Linked DNA regions of Anser cygnoides: region 2 is linked to region 1. A link is a contact called in public Hi-C data. All regions are on one chromosome and are shown on one strand. The core of a region is the stretch at or near the end of the contact, and the rest is flanking DNA. Distances in the headings are between cores, read along the strand shown. Region 1 has its middle 21 kb from the start of ST6GALNAC2. Region 2 holds the start of RHBDF2 (rhomboid 5 homolog 2).

The links. Hi-C and Micro-C count contacts between places; a contact is called where the count stands out from the background.
Region 2: a contact with region 1 is called in a Hi-C map of liver, with 1.7 times the contacts expected there. The contact joins the promoter of RHBDF2 here to the enhancer-like site in region 1. A contact is called at or near these places in 5 of 7 Hi-C or Micro-C datasets (fetal liver, granulosa cells and liver).

What each region holds. Positions count from the first base shown.
Region 1 is chr19:5,003,725-5,011,225 of Taihu_goose_T2T_genome, reverse strand. No RefSeq gene overlaps it. Among named protein-coding and RNA genes, the nearest start is that of ST6GALNAC2, 21 kb to the right of the region's middle. Within about 2 kb of position 2,950, at least 1 of the 3 cell types and tissues checked has open chromatin away from gene starts, as enhancers often do. A contact at or near this core is called in liver, where this site is marked.
Region 2 is chr19:5,047,528-5,055,028 of Taihu_goose_T2T_genome, reverse strand. RHBDF2 (rhomboid 5 homolog 2) reads right to left here and starts at 2,819. Exons shown (of 21, transcript XM_066980067.1): 1 at 2,717-2,819.

The sequences.
Region 1 (7,501 bases), core at 1,701-4,200:
TGAAACCCCGGGAGAAAAACCGCCAGAGCTCAGCTGCAGCGAAAGCCATCCCCTGCAGGGAGGGGGCGCAGACAGAGAGTAATGAACTCCGTGACAGCAGCCATACGGCACCGCTCCGAAAGCCTCGAGTGGAAGAGGAGCTAAAGAAAGATCCCTTCTTCCCTTGCTGAAGGCAGCGCTGCAGGGAAGAGTGCACTTTGGCTGACCCCCCCCAGCCCCAGCATCCACATCCAGCATCCTGCTACCTGCCCGGGCCTGCTGTGCCTATTGTCACCAGGCAGAGATGGTGGCAATAGGGGACGTGCCGAACATACACACGGCTTGTTGTGAAAGGGCTTTTGAGGTTCGTCAGGGCTCGGCGAGGGCTGTGAGAAAAGCAGGTCCTGTTGGGTCCAGCGAGGAGAGATGCATGCAGGGGGCTGAGCGGGGTCCTGGACTGCAGGGGAGCTATCCATGTTCCTGGGACAGCAGAGCTTACAAATATACATAACCCCCTTCCCCAAGGGGATAATATCCCCCCAGGTACGTGGGACGGAGCCTGCAACAGCCTCCGTCGTGCCCACGGGTCGCTTCCCGGATTGCTGTGGCTCAGCAGGCTCTCAGGGAGGGTAAAGGCTGGTGCAGACGGAGCCTCCGAGTGCTGGGGGAAGGAGCAGAGCAGCGCGGGGAGCTGACGCGCCAGGCACAGCTCCGGCTCTGCTTCAGGGAACAGGGAGGGGGGCAGGCAGCCCCTCCTCCACCGAGGCTGCAGGAGGCAGCCTGCCTACAGCACGGAGGCAACGCGCTGCTCCTCGTTCGCCCTGCTCAGGACCGAGGTCTGAATCGTGTGTGCACCCACCGCAGTCAGCGCTCAGCGGCCTCAGCCCGGACTGACGGCACCAGGGCTGATGGGCGATCAGCTCCACCTTCCCCGTGCATCGTTTTAGCACGGCGTGGTCAAAACAGACCCGCTGAGGGAGCTGCCGGCCACAATCTCACACCACCGCAGCGCCTCACCCGAGCAGGGGCATCGCACCTTTCCTCCTGCCGCGAGGCTTTTCAGGCACGAAGCCTGTAGGGTTCACTGCTAGGACAGCCGTAACGCTGAGCCGGGAAGCCCGAGGCAGTGACACCAGGTTGACTGCAGTTTGGATGCACTCAGGTTTTGCCGCGAAGGTAACGCGCAGTTCACACCGCGTCGCAGCCTCAGCCACCGGGTCCCAGGGGGCTGCCACGAGCGCCGCAGCGGCTGGAGCTGCCGGCTGCAGGCACATCGTGGCAGCTCTTCAGCAAGCTGAATACGGGCAAAATAAAAATAAAATAAAAGTCTGATCCTTGACAAAGCGAGGGTTCATTTGTCATTCATCCAGGATCTCAGGTCAGGTCCGCAGAGCGAGCCGGCCCCACGAGAGCAGACTGCAGCTTCTCCTTCCGCCTCTTGGCTGGGCCAGGCCGTTCTGTTACAACGACGCGCGAGAAGTCCACTGCCGCAAACACCATCTGCTGACGAGGAGGAAGGTTTCACGCTGTGTCGGTCTCTTTTATCTCGGTGTAGGTTCTGCACAGAGCTGGCTGGAGTTGTTGGAAAGGCGAAGGAGACCCCAGCAATAGCTTTTCCTGGTGCTGGTGGGACGGGAGCAGGCTCCGGGGAGGCAGGAGTGCCCGCCAGCAGGGCTTATTCTTCTATGTCCCCCCACCCAGGATGCAGCCTTTTTCCCAGCCCCTAAACTCTTTCCCTGGGAAAAGCCCCTTTCCCTGGGATCCCCTTGGGGGTGGTGTCCCAAAGAGCAGGACAGATGCTCCAGGGCTCGGGATCTGGAGCATCAGATCCACCCAGAGGCTGGAGGGCAGCCCCTGCTCCCCGGCAAGCCCTCGATACCCAGGGCTCCAGGTCCCCAAGACCCCCTCAGCCTGGAGCCAAGCCCGCATGCAGCTCTGGCCCCTCAGCAGTAAGGAGCTGAATTCAAACATACTCCATTGCCAGCTGTGCGTTCAGACAGCAATCATCTAGGGTTTCTGCTGCGCTAACGCTCCAGGTGCCGGCGGTGCTGCTGATGCAGACGAGGAAGGAGAGGAAACGGGGTGGGAACTGGGAGCCCCCCCATACCCATAGGTGCTCGGGGGAGCTCCTGCCCCACTCCCATGTGGGCGAGACACCCCGTCAGCCAGCCGACGCTCAGCACCTCCACTGAGCTCCCTAGCTCCTGCCGGAGTCTGGCCACCATGAATTTTAGGTCTGGGAAAGGGAAAACCTCGCAGGGAGCACTCAGCCCCTGACCCCAAGCGGAGATGCCCTGGCTGTGAACCGGGATCCTACAGCACAAGGTGCTGGCCAAGCCCCGACATCAAAGGCAGCGCCAGTGCCAAACTGCAGCCTCTTGGAGGAAGAGGTTAGGGAAGTAATAATGAATTTGGAGCCTCCCAAAGTGTGTTGGCAGCTGGATCCTCTGGGTGAATAAAGCCCTGCCAAAAATTAAGGGTTGTTTCTGCAAAGCTCAAACAGCAAACTTGTTTGTCTTTCCTCCTTCCCCTCCCAATCCCGATGTTGTTTTAAACATTTACAGAGAACTTTATACTGTTTAAATAATGATTGGGGAGCGGGGTATGTGTGCGTGCGTGTTGTTTCCACTTTTTTGCCAGCTGCACTAAGTCAGCAGCACTGCACGCACAGCTTCTGGTAAATCAGGTGCTGCAGTTTGAGAAGTCAGCCCTGCCTTGTTTGCTTTCCCCCCCCTGCGAACCTGGGTCATGTCCCACCAGGGGAAGGGGACACCCTGAGAGCAGCCAGCCTCAGCCACTCCTCTGCGTGTCCGTGTCGGAGTGCCAGCAAGTGCAGCCCCCCGTTTGCTGCATAAAGGGGTGCGCATCCAGCTCCCCACACACGCACAGCCCCCAGGCAGCGCTCCCCAAGACACAGGGTACGCACAGCGATGCTTTCTGCCCCTAACACTTTGGGGAGAAGGTGGAGGAGGATTTTGCGGTGCCTGAGCTCTGCCATCCCCGAGCACAGGAGCTAGGGAAGATCAGCCATCTCCCGCGGCGTGCATTCGCCCGCCCACCGCCTTCAGCAGCGAGGCTGCTCGAGATGACAGCTGGGGGAGAAAGGAGAGCGCTGGAGATGTGCAGGAGGAGAGACGGCTGAAGGCACACCAACCTTTACGCAATAGCAAGAGTGCGAGGTCAACGACAAAGCCGCGGCACACGTGGTGGTAGTTACCGCAGAAAGAAAGGCTCGTGAATCTCTTTTTTGGGCAGGCCTCCAAGAATTTTGGGGGCTGCGTTGGGCTGATGGAGTTTTACTCGCAACCTGGCAGGATCTGGGGGGGGAAGGGAGCGAGGAAGGCTGTTGAGAAGAGCTAGAGGTTTCTGCAGGATGTTTGGACTGTGCAAGAGCACGGAGACGCGAGTATGAGACATGCTGGGGAAGCAGGATGTGGGATAGAGAAAATGTTTACACAGTCAACCGTGGGCTAATCCATGGGAGGCTTTAAAGACCATAAAAGCCATCTGTAAGTGGATAGAGCACATTCTGTAGGAAAGCCGTGGTTTGAAACAATGCTACCCTCGTTCTTTGATCTGTCCTGAAGAGAGCAGGCTCAGGAGCCTAAAAAGGAGGGGAGGATTTGTAGATCCGTAAGTTCTGCTGGCACAGGCAGGGTGGGTAAGGAGGACTGCTCAGGATCTCTTCCCATACAAGAAGCTGGGGCTGTTCAAACAAAAGTAACAAGAGCCAGGTAGAGGAGAAAAAAAAGGAGGCTCCCTCCTACAGCATGGGCAAATCCCCCACACAGGAGGGAACAGACGTTACGGGTCCACAGGGACATTGGACGTGTTCATGGAAAAGAGTTGTTGAAATCTCCGTTCAAGAGAAAAATCCACTAGTGGATGCACAGAACCGACACCTGGAAACAGCACACTGTGCTGGACAGCCCTTGGTCTGATCAGGGCTCACTCCAGGAGATGTGATCTGGGGATTGCCCTCAAGAGATGCTCTTACAGCAGGAGGAACAATCACAGCTCTTGGACCAACCGCCCTCTGCAGTCTAGAGAGACCTCAGTTTGCCACCTTGGGCACGGTCAGCTTTAGGCATTCAGCCTGCTTCCCCTGCGCAAGGGCAAGGAAAATGACCTAAAGGGACCTGAAATAATGCGATCCTTCATCATTTAAGCACATTCATTCCCATTAAGCAATGAAACTAGCAGAGATGCTATTCCTAAAAGTACCTCTAAACAATTACCTCCTTCGTTTGGTGTGAACAATGGGAAGCAAGTGATGAGCCAGATGCAACATATGCAGCTCTCCATTTCCAGCCTCCAGAAGGAAGAAGTGTCGGTGATTTGTGGTGTTCTCCAACACCACCGCTCGACCTTGGTGCAGCTTATGCTGATTACGTGCAAGAATATGCCTGTTCGCTCCGTGCGTGCCTAGCATATTTCCTCTATCTAAGCATGATAGGTGAAATATTGCTTATATGACAGTGCAGTTTGCATTGACTGAATCAACGGCTGCTTGGCTGAGTAATCCAGGCAAACAAACACTGCTTGTGATAAAAGACGACCTGAGAGTTTCCTCATCAGTATTGCCTAGATATTTTTTTATACCATTTCACTCCCTTTGTGCTTACCATGCCTTTAATCTTCTAGGCTGACGCAGAAAATAGAGAGGATCCAGCTCTTTGCTCAAAGCAAGGTCAACTCCTGGCAACTGCTTATCTAGCTTGGCCTTAAAGGTCTTCAGCGGTGGAAGCCTTGCTCCTGGTTTCACTCACGTTACAGCGTGGAAGTTTTTCCTACCATTTTCGAGTGCCTTTGTGTAGCTGTACACATCTGGGTATGCTCTGAGGATATACGCTTTAAACAAACATCTTCATCGATGAAGGAGCTGGATTCCTCCTGCTGCTGTTTCAACAAGACATACGTCTGGCCCCAGAACAACGTGCAATCAGAACAACGTGCTGCGTGCTCTCTGTTCCGATCCCAGGAACGAAGCTGTGAGCACAGCCTGGGCAGCTTTGACCAGGTGGTCACTGTCTATCTGGGACATCAGATCTGAAGCTACACGGCCAGTTGATCACCTTGTCTCCATCCCCCAATATGATCTTAAGCTCTATTCCCCACCACAGTTGAGGACAGCACATTGGGACCAAGTTTGCCACGACGTGCCCAAAACTCAGTTGAGGAAAGGGGCAAGAAATGGGAAGAACAGTGGAGGGAAGCTGGGAAGGAAACCATGCCTAAGCTGAGGGGCTGGCATTGCCATTTCTTTGGCCGTTCAGCACCATCAAGAGAAGAACGGGGAACCTCTTCTGTTCTCCACCTGCAGGAATCCACACTGTGGCCCTGCCTGCAGATACCCACGCTCCCAGACGGGCCACCCCTTCACTTGACAGATATTCCATAAAGATAAAGCCCTTGTTATTCAGCACAAAGCTCAGCCTTTAGATAGGCCCCAGTTACAGCAGAGCATTTCTGAGGCCGCTAGAGTTCTGTTTAAGCATACAGGACAGGCTGTAGAGGAATGGGTTTGAGCATGCATTTAACATTAAACAGAGGCTTAAGGGCTTTGCTACTGGGGGAAGGGAAGGATGTTTTGTTTGCAGCATGCCCTGTCCTGTGTGGGAAGATGTTGCTCCTGTCTGCTACCGAGCTCCAAAGAGCCTTTCTTGCATTGCTTGGGACTGATCTGAAGCAGCAGGATTTGGGATCTCATGGCAGGCTTTTCTTAACACTACAGATCCTTCTCCCTTACAAGCCTGGCACCTGAAATACCAGCAAGCACTCTCCAGCCGAACCCCAGGGAACCGTTCTTTGTGCCCTGCTGTGCACGCAGCGGAGACAAGCATCAATCTGGTTACCCCCCGCACCTCGGCTTCTCCTCGTGCTTTGCAGTTCAAGCCACACAGGGGGCTGATGCAGTTAGCCATGGGGGACTCGCTTCTTAATGCGTTCAAATACCCCGCTTGCTTCCCCCGGCCATATGTCGAAGATGATAACCTCAGCAGGGCGTCTCTGAGCCTGACGCTTTGTTCCTCCAGGCTTTGTGGAACCCTGTCTGCAGGGTGGGACTGGGGCTGCTGCAAGGAGGGGGGGAGAACTGAGCTGCTATCAGTTAAGTGTGGAGAGTTGTTCCCCAGGCAGACTCGCAGGCAGCCAAGAGGGGAAAAGGGTGGGAAACTGGGAGGAGACCTCATCCTTCAATTAAAGCGTGGGATCAAAGCCCAGCTGAAGTTGGAGGGGTTCTGTCATTGATTTCTGTTTAGTTTTCTTTCTTCCTTTCCCTTCTCGGTCACATATTCTGCCCATTTTCCTGTTCTCTGATCTGGGGATAACCAAATACTCTACAGCAGCGCTCAAACTTCTTTGCGGAGAGTAACGCTGTGGCTTTGCAAGATAGATACTGAAAAACCTCCAGAAAGCAGAAGGGTAAGGCCTTAATCTAGTGTAGGACTGACTGGAGGAAGTGATCCACTCCAGATGATCTGGTGGGAAGAAGCTGGAAGCAGCCCCAGAATGATCACACGTAGAAGATCCCCGTGCCCTTTTAATAGCTTTCTTTACTTGCTCAACAAAAATAGAAGTCCTTTCAAAGGCCGGAGGAAGAAAACACCGTAACTAATGGAGATCAGCCACAGGAAATCCATCAAAATTATGTCCAAATTGCCTTTGGGAGAAGCTTGGCAACTGCCTGAGGAAGCAGAACGTAGTCAGCCAGAACCACCCAGAGCAGACTGCTCGCATCCCTGGGAAGGCTCAGAGCCCTCGGGGGAGCCACCACCACCTTCTGCTGACCTCTGGGAGGCTTCGCCTTGCACTGCAGCTCCTGGGCGAAGCTCGCACGACGAAGATGTGTGTAGCAGGGACGCCCTCTAAAGGGAAGATCAGGGAAAACCTGATCGAGTCACGCAGGCAAAGTTGGAAAGGTTTAAGAATAAGGACATGGGAGAGGCGATGACCACCTCTCCTCATCCAGGGTCTTTGTTCTGCTTCTCAAGCACGGTTGGAAATATGATTTATGCATTACAATCACGAATAAATCCAGCCAAACTACTGCACACTTAGCTAACGCCATTCACCTGAGCTTTTAGTTGAGTCAGTTCATTACTCGACACCTGGCTGAGCTCATCCATTTATAAGAATAAGCAACAATTACTCCGTGGTGTGAGCGGCTTCCACCCCAAAATTAAGATGGATTAAGACAGTTCTGTCCTTCCAGGATCCAAACACTGCACGAGGCAGGATTTTAGTTGTTTTATTTTAAAACTTGATGTCCCTTGGGGATTTAAAAGGCTAAAGATAGTTTGAGTTTTACGTATCTGCTTCTCTGGAAGGCTAAAAGCTGGCAGGCAGGTTGCCAGACATCTTCGCAGACTGCAGTGGCAGAGGCCATTGCAACAAAGGCAGTGTTAATTACTTCCATTCTCTATCATCGCCTGCCCTCTTGCTCTCCCTTCCCCCCAGGTCAAGCACCCTGCAGCAGGCTATTGCAGGACACAAGGGCTCCGGAGCCAGCTCCCACCAGGGC
Region 2 (7,501 bases), core at 1,570-4,069, 44 kb before region 1:
CGGGGGACTCCCACGCCGCACGGCCAAGGAGCTGGTGCACCAGGCACACAGCTCCCAGCAAGTGACCCGGTGTCCCCGGGGTCCCCCGGTGTCCCTGGTGCTGCAGGGAGGCCGCAGTGGGTGCTCGGGCCACCCAGGTCCCACGGCAGCACCCAGCCGCACCGCGCACGGCCCGGACCCGGCCAGGAGCGTTGCAGGGTCCGGCCACGGCAGCCAGCCCAGCGCGGGGCTGCTAACGCTCACCTCGAGAAGGCGGCCGGCAGCGGGTTTTGCAGACCGGGAGGCTTTTTGAGTCGTCTGTGGCATCGCGCAAGTGGGGAAACCGAGGCACTGTGTGAAAACGAGCCTCCTGCTCTCGCCCGCGGCAAAACCCACAGCAAAGCGAGGGCAGACAGGGTCCGGGGGGGCTGCTCGGCTTGCAGGCAGCACGGGTGGGCTTTGGGGTCCCCCCCCCCCCAAAAAAAACCAAGACCCCAGCATCCGTGCAGAAAGCTGGGGCAGGAGCGGGCAGAGGGAGGGGTCGGCGCCAGCCCCGCTCCCCAGTCCCCAACCAAAAACATCGTTAGGAGAGCAGCAGCCGATGAACTGCCTTGGGGTGGTTTGTGTGTGGTTTGTTTTTTTTTTTTTTAAGTGATTATGTGAGAAAAAGGGTAAGAACGCCAAGGTTTTCATGTACACTCGCAAGGAGAGGTGCAGCTTTCAGCACTCACCCGGAGCTGGGGAAACGGCCGTGACCCTGAGCCCCGAACGCTCCCAAAAGAGCCCGGCTGCCGGCCCTTGTTGGTTCCTGGCCCAGCAGGGCCCAGAGGTCATTAAATAAAAAGCTTTTCATAACCAAAGAGTTTCCGAGCCCATCACTTACGGGCTCGTACAGATTTAAGGGAAGTAATCAGGCTGCAGCCTGGGGTAACTCGCTCCCTTCGCACAGGGCCCGCGCTCCCCCCGCTCCCGGTCCCCAAAATCAGCGACCAGCAGCTCCGCGGGGCCGGCAGCGGGCCCCGGGGCCGTCTGTCCGTCCTGCTCCCGCCTGGGATGCAGGTGGAGGCCAGGCCCTGCTTCGATTTAAAAGGTTTGGAGGGTTTTGCGCAGCAAACAGACCGGCCGGCAAAGGCACGCGCGGCCCCCCCGGCCCCGGCGGACGCGTGGCCCCCGCTCCCCCTCCGCTCCTCGCCGTTTCCTTCGGCTGTCAGCGCGGCTCCGAGCCTGCCCGGGAAGCGGCTGCTTTCTGCTGGAGACACCCCGAGGCCAGGATGCGTTTGGGGTTCCCCCGAGCACACCACAAATTAAACGGGAGTGACCCCCCCGGGCACAAAAACCCCTACCCCGAGGCCAGCCCCCTCTTTCAATCCATCGCAGCCAAACCCCACAACCGGACCCAGCCCGAGCTCCCCCGACCCTCCTGCTCACCCCAAGGGGCTTTGTCCCCGCGGTGAGCCCCCGCCAGCCCTATAACCCCGTGGGATCTCGGCCCCACGCGGCCCCACCACCGCGCGCCCGCCCCCATTGTTCCCCCGCCACGCGCCCGACGCGCCGAGCGCTCCCACGTGCGCCCGAGAGCGACGCCAGCGCGGTGCCAGGGCACAAAACCCGGGGTGCCACCACCCCCCCCGTCCGCCCCCAACGTGGTTTTCTCCCCCTTTTTACCTCTCCCCCAAATGGGGGGTCCCGCAGCACCCCCGCCACCCGCGCCCCGTGGGAGCCGGGGGGTGAGGATGATGAGGACAGGGATGAAGCCGGGTGCTGGGCTCCCGGCCCCGGTGCTGGGCTCCGTGCCGCTGCGATGAGCTCAGCCTGGAAATCCCCGGGAGTGACCGGCGAGAAGTGTGGGTGCCGGTGCCGGGGGCTGCGGCTTCCCCTTCCCAAAGGGAACCCACGGGGGACCCCCCCCGTGGGGTCACAGCACCGCGCTGGGCTGGGCTCCGGGCCTGGGGAGGGGGGGCTGGAGGGTGTCATAGGGGGAAAGGGGATGGGGTGCGAGGCTTTGCCCCAAAGCAGCATGGAGTCACCCCAAAACAGCCGTGCCCGGGGTCCCCCCGTGCGGGGTGCGCCCCAGCCCCTCGGTGACCCCGCACAGCCCCCGCGGGGTCGGTTTATTTACCAAGGGCTCGGGGCAGCCCACGGGCACATCGAGAAAACCCCAAAAGCAGCACCGAAACCGAACCCCACAGCCCAGCGGGCGGCACTCCCGACGGGACGGGCTCCAAATCGCCCCAAATCGCCCCAAAACAGCGCCCAGCCCGGTGCCAGCCCTCTCCGGCACCCCCCAGCCCCGGTGCTGCCAGGGGCATGGGTCCGAGCCCCGGAACAACCCCGAAAGCTGCCGCTGCGCCCCGTTAGGGCGGAAAGGGGAACGGGGGCTCCCTGCCCCAACCGGGGCACAACCGGGGGCTGGCACCCACGGGGGGGGGGGGGGGGGGCCGTGGGGTGACCCCCACCCCCCGAGCCGGGCCGGGGGCCGAGGCCCAGCCGGGAAGAAGCCGCAGGGGGGGTCCCGAGCCCCCCGCTTTTCCCCCCCCGTCCCCTCCCGGTGCTCACCCCCGGTCCCCCCCCCCCCGGTGCCCCCCCGCACGCCGGAGCGGGGCGGAGGCGGAAGCCGGCCGGGAACCAAGCGGGGGGGGGGGGGGGGGCTGCCGGGGGGGGGTGGGGAAGGGAAGCGAAGCACCGCGGGGGCACCGCGACCCCCCCCGTGCCCCCCCCCCCCCCGGTCCCCGCTCACCTCCGCGCCGCCGCCGCCCCGCGCCCGCCGCCGCCGCTCCCGGCCGGCGCCGCCCCCACCTGGAGGGGCGGGGCTAAAGGGGGCGGGGCTAAAGGGGGCGGGGCTAAAGGGGGCGGGGCTAAAGGGGGCGGGGCTAAAGGGGGCGGGGCTAAAGGGGGCGGGGCTAAAGGGGGCGGGGCTAAAGGGGGCGGGGCTAAAGGGGGCGGGGCTAAAGGGGGGCGGGGCTAAAGGGGGCGGGGCTAAAGGGGGCGGGGCCAAAGGGGGCGTGGTCTCGGGTGGGCGTGGTCTCGGTGGGCGTGGTCTCGGGGGGTGTGGTCTCGGGGGCGGGGTTCCCCGGCCGGGGTCCGCCCCGCAGAGCGCCCGCTGCTGGTGGCACCCGTGGGTGCTGCTGGTGGCACCCATGGGTGCTGCCCCGTGTCACCCGTGGGTGCCACCAGTGTCACCTGTGGGTGTTCCTGGTGTCACCCGTGGGTGCTGGCCGGTGTCACCCATGGGTGCCCCCAATGTCACCCGTGGGTGCTCCCAGTGTCACCCGTGGGTGCTGACCAGTGTCACCCATGGGTGTCCCCAATGTCACCCGTGGGTGCTCCCAGTGTCACCCGTGGGTGCTGACCAGTGTCACCCATGGGTGTCCCCAATGTCACCCGTGGGTGCTCCCAGTGTCACCCGTGGGTGCTCCCAGTGTCATGTGTGGGTGCTGCCCGGTGTCACCCGTGGGTGCTGCAGGTGTCACGGGTGGATGTTATGGGTGTCACCCGTGGGTGCTCCCAGTGTCACCTGTGGGTACTTCTGGTGCCACATGTGGGTGCTGCCAGCACCACAAGGGGGTGTTCCCAGTGCCACCCCTGGGTGCTCCCAGTGCCACCCCTGGGTGCTCACTACCCCACCAGCCGCCCACAGAGCCCCTCTGGGTGCTGTTGCCCCCCCCCCAGCCACCAGGTGAGCCCCCAGGAGGACAGCACCGAGGGCAGATTTGGGTTTCCAGCCCCTGCAGGGCGAGGGGCTGCGCAGGGCGCGCTGGGGCCACGTGCTGCGGGGCCGGGTTTGGGGTAACGCCAGCGCAGGGCCCAAAGGGGACCCCCAAGGGGGCTGGGCACGGCGTGCCGAGCCCCATCCCCACCAGACCCCATCCCCACCGCGGGGACCCCATGGGGGCACGGCGGGCACGGTGCGGGCAGGCACAGCGGGACGGCACCACGGGTCCGGGCACGCCCCCGTAAATGCGTGACGGATTTATGGGGCTGCAGAGCCGGGCTCTCGGAGGTGCTCCCGGAGGAGTGACCGGCGTGGGAAGGGCTGAATTTGCCGGGGAAGTGCCTCTGCTCATCCCGGCCTGGGCAGCGAGTCGCTTTTCTCAGAAACCGGTCTCGCGTTTAGAGTCATCCCACGCCTGATGGTGAGACTGGGTGCTGGGCGTGGGGGCTGAGACCTTCGTGGGTTGGTCTGGCTATGGGGAAACGTTTTGGGTTTTGCCACAAAATCAAAACTCACTTCCCACCTTGCTGCTGGCCAAGGGCAGGCAGCGCTCGGTGGGGCCAGCACCAGCCAGGACCGAGCACGATTTTTGCGCCTTGCAGTTAAAAATCTGCGTTTTTCCTTTCCATTTACCTCCCCACGGAGGGACACCTCGCACCGCCCGGCTGCGCCACCAGGGTTGTGCCGAAAGCGTCCCTGGGGCTCGCAGATCAGCTCCAGCCTGGGCGCATGGCATCGGCGTGAGCAGGCAGCGCACTCGCTCTGGGTTCCTCGTGGGAACGTGGGTGGAAAAAGCTTTCGGGTCCTCCCGGCTCCTTCGAAGCTGTGCTGGGAAGCAGGCGGGGAAGGGGGAATCCCCTGCTCTGCCAGCTCCAGGCGTGGAGCCGGGGGTCTGCACCCTGCCCCGGGGGAGCCCCGTGCTGGCCACCAGGGTCCCAGGAGGAGGACACCCCGCAGCGCCCCCCCCCCCAGGCCAGCAGAGCGTTGGGCAATAAGGAAGCGAAGCAAATGACCGAAAAAACCCCAAGGGTGCAGCGTCACCCGAGGGTGTTGAGTCAGCGTGCCGGCACACCACGCGGCCGGCTGCAAATGCCGGGGCTGGCTTGGCCCCGAGGGGGCCGCGGGGAGGGGTCGCGGTGCTGCGCTCCCCGTGCTGGCTGACCCCGGTCTGGGTGCGCTCGGGCTGGATGGGGACGGTGGGGACGGTGTCAGGGAGGTGACCCCAGCTGTGGAGGGGCTCCGAGGTCTGGCACCAGAGTCACAGAGTCACATTTCAGAGTCACAAAGACGGGTGAAATATCCCATTTTCATAACCCTGTTGTATCTGCCCCCAAACCCCACGCTCCTGCCCTGGGGCTGCACCCCGAGCTTTCATTTCCCCTACACACCGACCCCTTCCTAAACCACCTCAACCCAGGACTTTCCCCCCCACACCCCGCTGGCTCCCCACCAGCCCCCAGCTGCTCGTGGGACCCCCCGCGGGCACATCCCCGTGTTAAAGCCCTCCTGTCCCCGGTGCCACCAGCAGCCACCGGTGCCACCAGCGTGGCCGTGGCCAGGAGCTGCCCGCAGCCGGTGCCGGGGCCCGCTGCCTGCAGCGCTGCCGTTCCCGGCACGGACGGCAGAGGCCAGGCCATGGCCGCTGCAGGCGCTGCTGGGAGCGGGGTGGGAGCCGTTCCCCGCAGCAGCAGGGGATGCTCAGCCTCTGGCAGTGCTCAGCACCCTCGTGGCACCCGCATCCACCCCACGCGTGTCCCCTGGGTGCCCAGCGCGGTGGCACCGCTGTCCCCACCGCCCAGCCCACGCTTTCCGTCCCCGTGTTGGGATGTTGGCGTGGGGGCGAAGCCCTCCCCGAGCCGTTCCCGCTGGCCTTGTGGTGCTGGTGGTGGTGGTGCCACCCCCCTGTGCTGTCCTCAGAGCTGGTCACGGCGTCCTCGCCCCCCCGTCCCCCGCTGCACAATGGGCTGGCACCGTCACCTGCCCGTGCCGTGCTCGGGGGCTGCCCCAGCTCTGCCCCCTTTGGGAATTCAGGGATGTTCCTGGGCACCTCCAGCCCCGGGCAGCTGGGGACCCCCTGCTGCTGCCCCCAGAGGTGCTGGGACCCCCCTGGGTCCTGTCCCTGCCGCATCCCCCCCCAGCCCATGGGCCTGGGGAAATCCTACTTGTGCCCCCTTCGAGTGTTGTTTCCTCCCTCCCTTGCTCCTCGGCCAGCCTGCAGTGGGGAAGCACTTAGAAATAAAACAATCCCTAATGAAATTAAAGGTTGGCAATCAAAGACGGGCTGCTGGGAGCTCCCCTGCTGGGTTTTCACCTTCTTTTATTGCTTTCCAGGGAAAAAAACTCTGGTATGCCTCTGGGGCGATGCAGCCGGGCAGGACAGGGCAGGGGCTGGGGGCTGCCCGCTCCCTTCGCTGCCTCTCACAGACCATGGGGATTTTCCTCCCCCTGTGAACGATTCCTGGCCAGGTGATAAAGCTGGGGATGTCCTGGCTTGGTGGCGAGGCTGGGACCAGAAGATGCCACCTCTGCCCCATGCCCCCCACGATGGGCACGGGGAGGAGGCAGGATCGGAGCGGGCAAAGCGCAGCGGCGCGGAGGAGGAGGTGACCTTTGCGAAGCAATCCTCCTCGCCTGCTGCTATTTATCCAGCCTTCCCCGCTGCTCCTCCTGCTGAGCCTGGCCTTGCACGTGCTGGCAGCTCCGCTCCGCAGCTCCCCGGAGCCCTCCGTGAGCGTCCAGGTGCCCACAGCCTCCACCTCTGTGCTGGGCTCCGTTCCCCCAGGAACCTCTCCAGCCTCTTTTGGTGGGGGCGAGGGTACAGGAAGGGCTCAGACCGGGCAGGATTCAGCATCCCCCCATGCAGGGTCCCATTTTCCCCCAGGGGAGATGGCAGAGAGCAAGGCTGGAGTGCCACAACAGCTGCTTCCCCGGAGCATCCTCATCAGCACCCCGGTCTCTGCGGGCACCCAGCCTCTCCGTGGGCACCCGATGTCTGGGCACCCGATGTCTCTGGGCACCCCATCTCCATGGGAATTCTCTCTCCTGTAGGAACCCCTGCCTCTGCGGACACCCCGTCCCTGCAGGCACCCCTCTGCCACCCCTGGTCCCACATTGCCTTATGGCATCAGTGGGTTGTCACCCCCCAGCCATCACCACGAGCATCATTTTAAAACCGGGTTCCTGCAGGTGCTGGTCCAGTTCCCAGGCCCCGATTCCTGCTTTTTTTTGCCTGCTCATCACCAGCACAAGCAGCACAGGTGTCACCTGGTGTCCCCGCTGGGGACAGTGCCACGAGGGACGGAGGGAAGCAGCGTGCTGGCAGCATCCCGGCACCATCCACGCAGGCAGGGCACGGCCGGGCAGCGAGCAGCGGGCAGCGTCACCATCCCGGGGGGACAGCGGCACCGCTGGGTGTCACACACGGCCCCGCACCTGCTGGGTGGCACCGAGACCTCGGCATATGTACAGGACGACACGCAGACGGAGATAAAATACACTGGTAGAGCGTGGTATAACCGCAGTTCATGGCCCAGCCCCAAGCAGCGCGCAGCTTGGTGTTCCCTCGCACCGCCGGTTTTCTTCCTCCTTCGCTCTTCCTCAGATCCCACAAGTCCGTTGTGGTGTGCGGTGACAGCAGCTGCTCACCCTCCTGCTCCGTTTGTCTCCCCCCCAGAAATGTTCTCTTTATTTTGTTCCCCCCTCTCCCCCCCAAGTTTAAAGCAAACCCATTTACCCCGTCCGCGCACTGCTGCCCTTTGTGTCTGGCCTATTGTTACCCTTTACCAGGAGAACAATGAAAAGAGAGAAAAT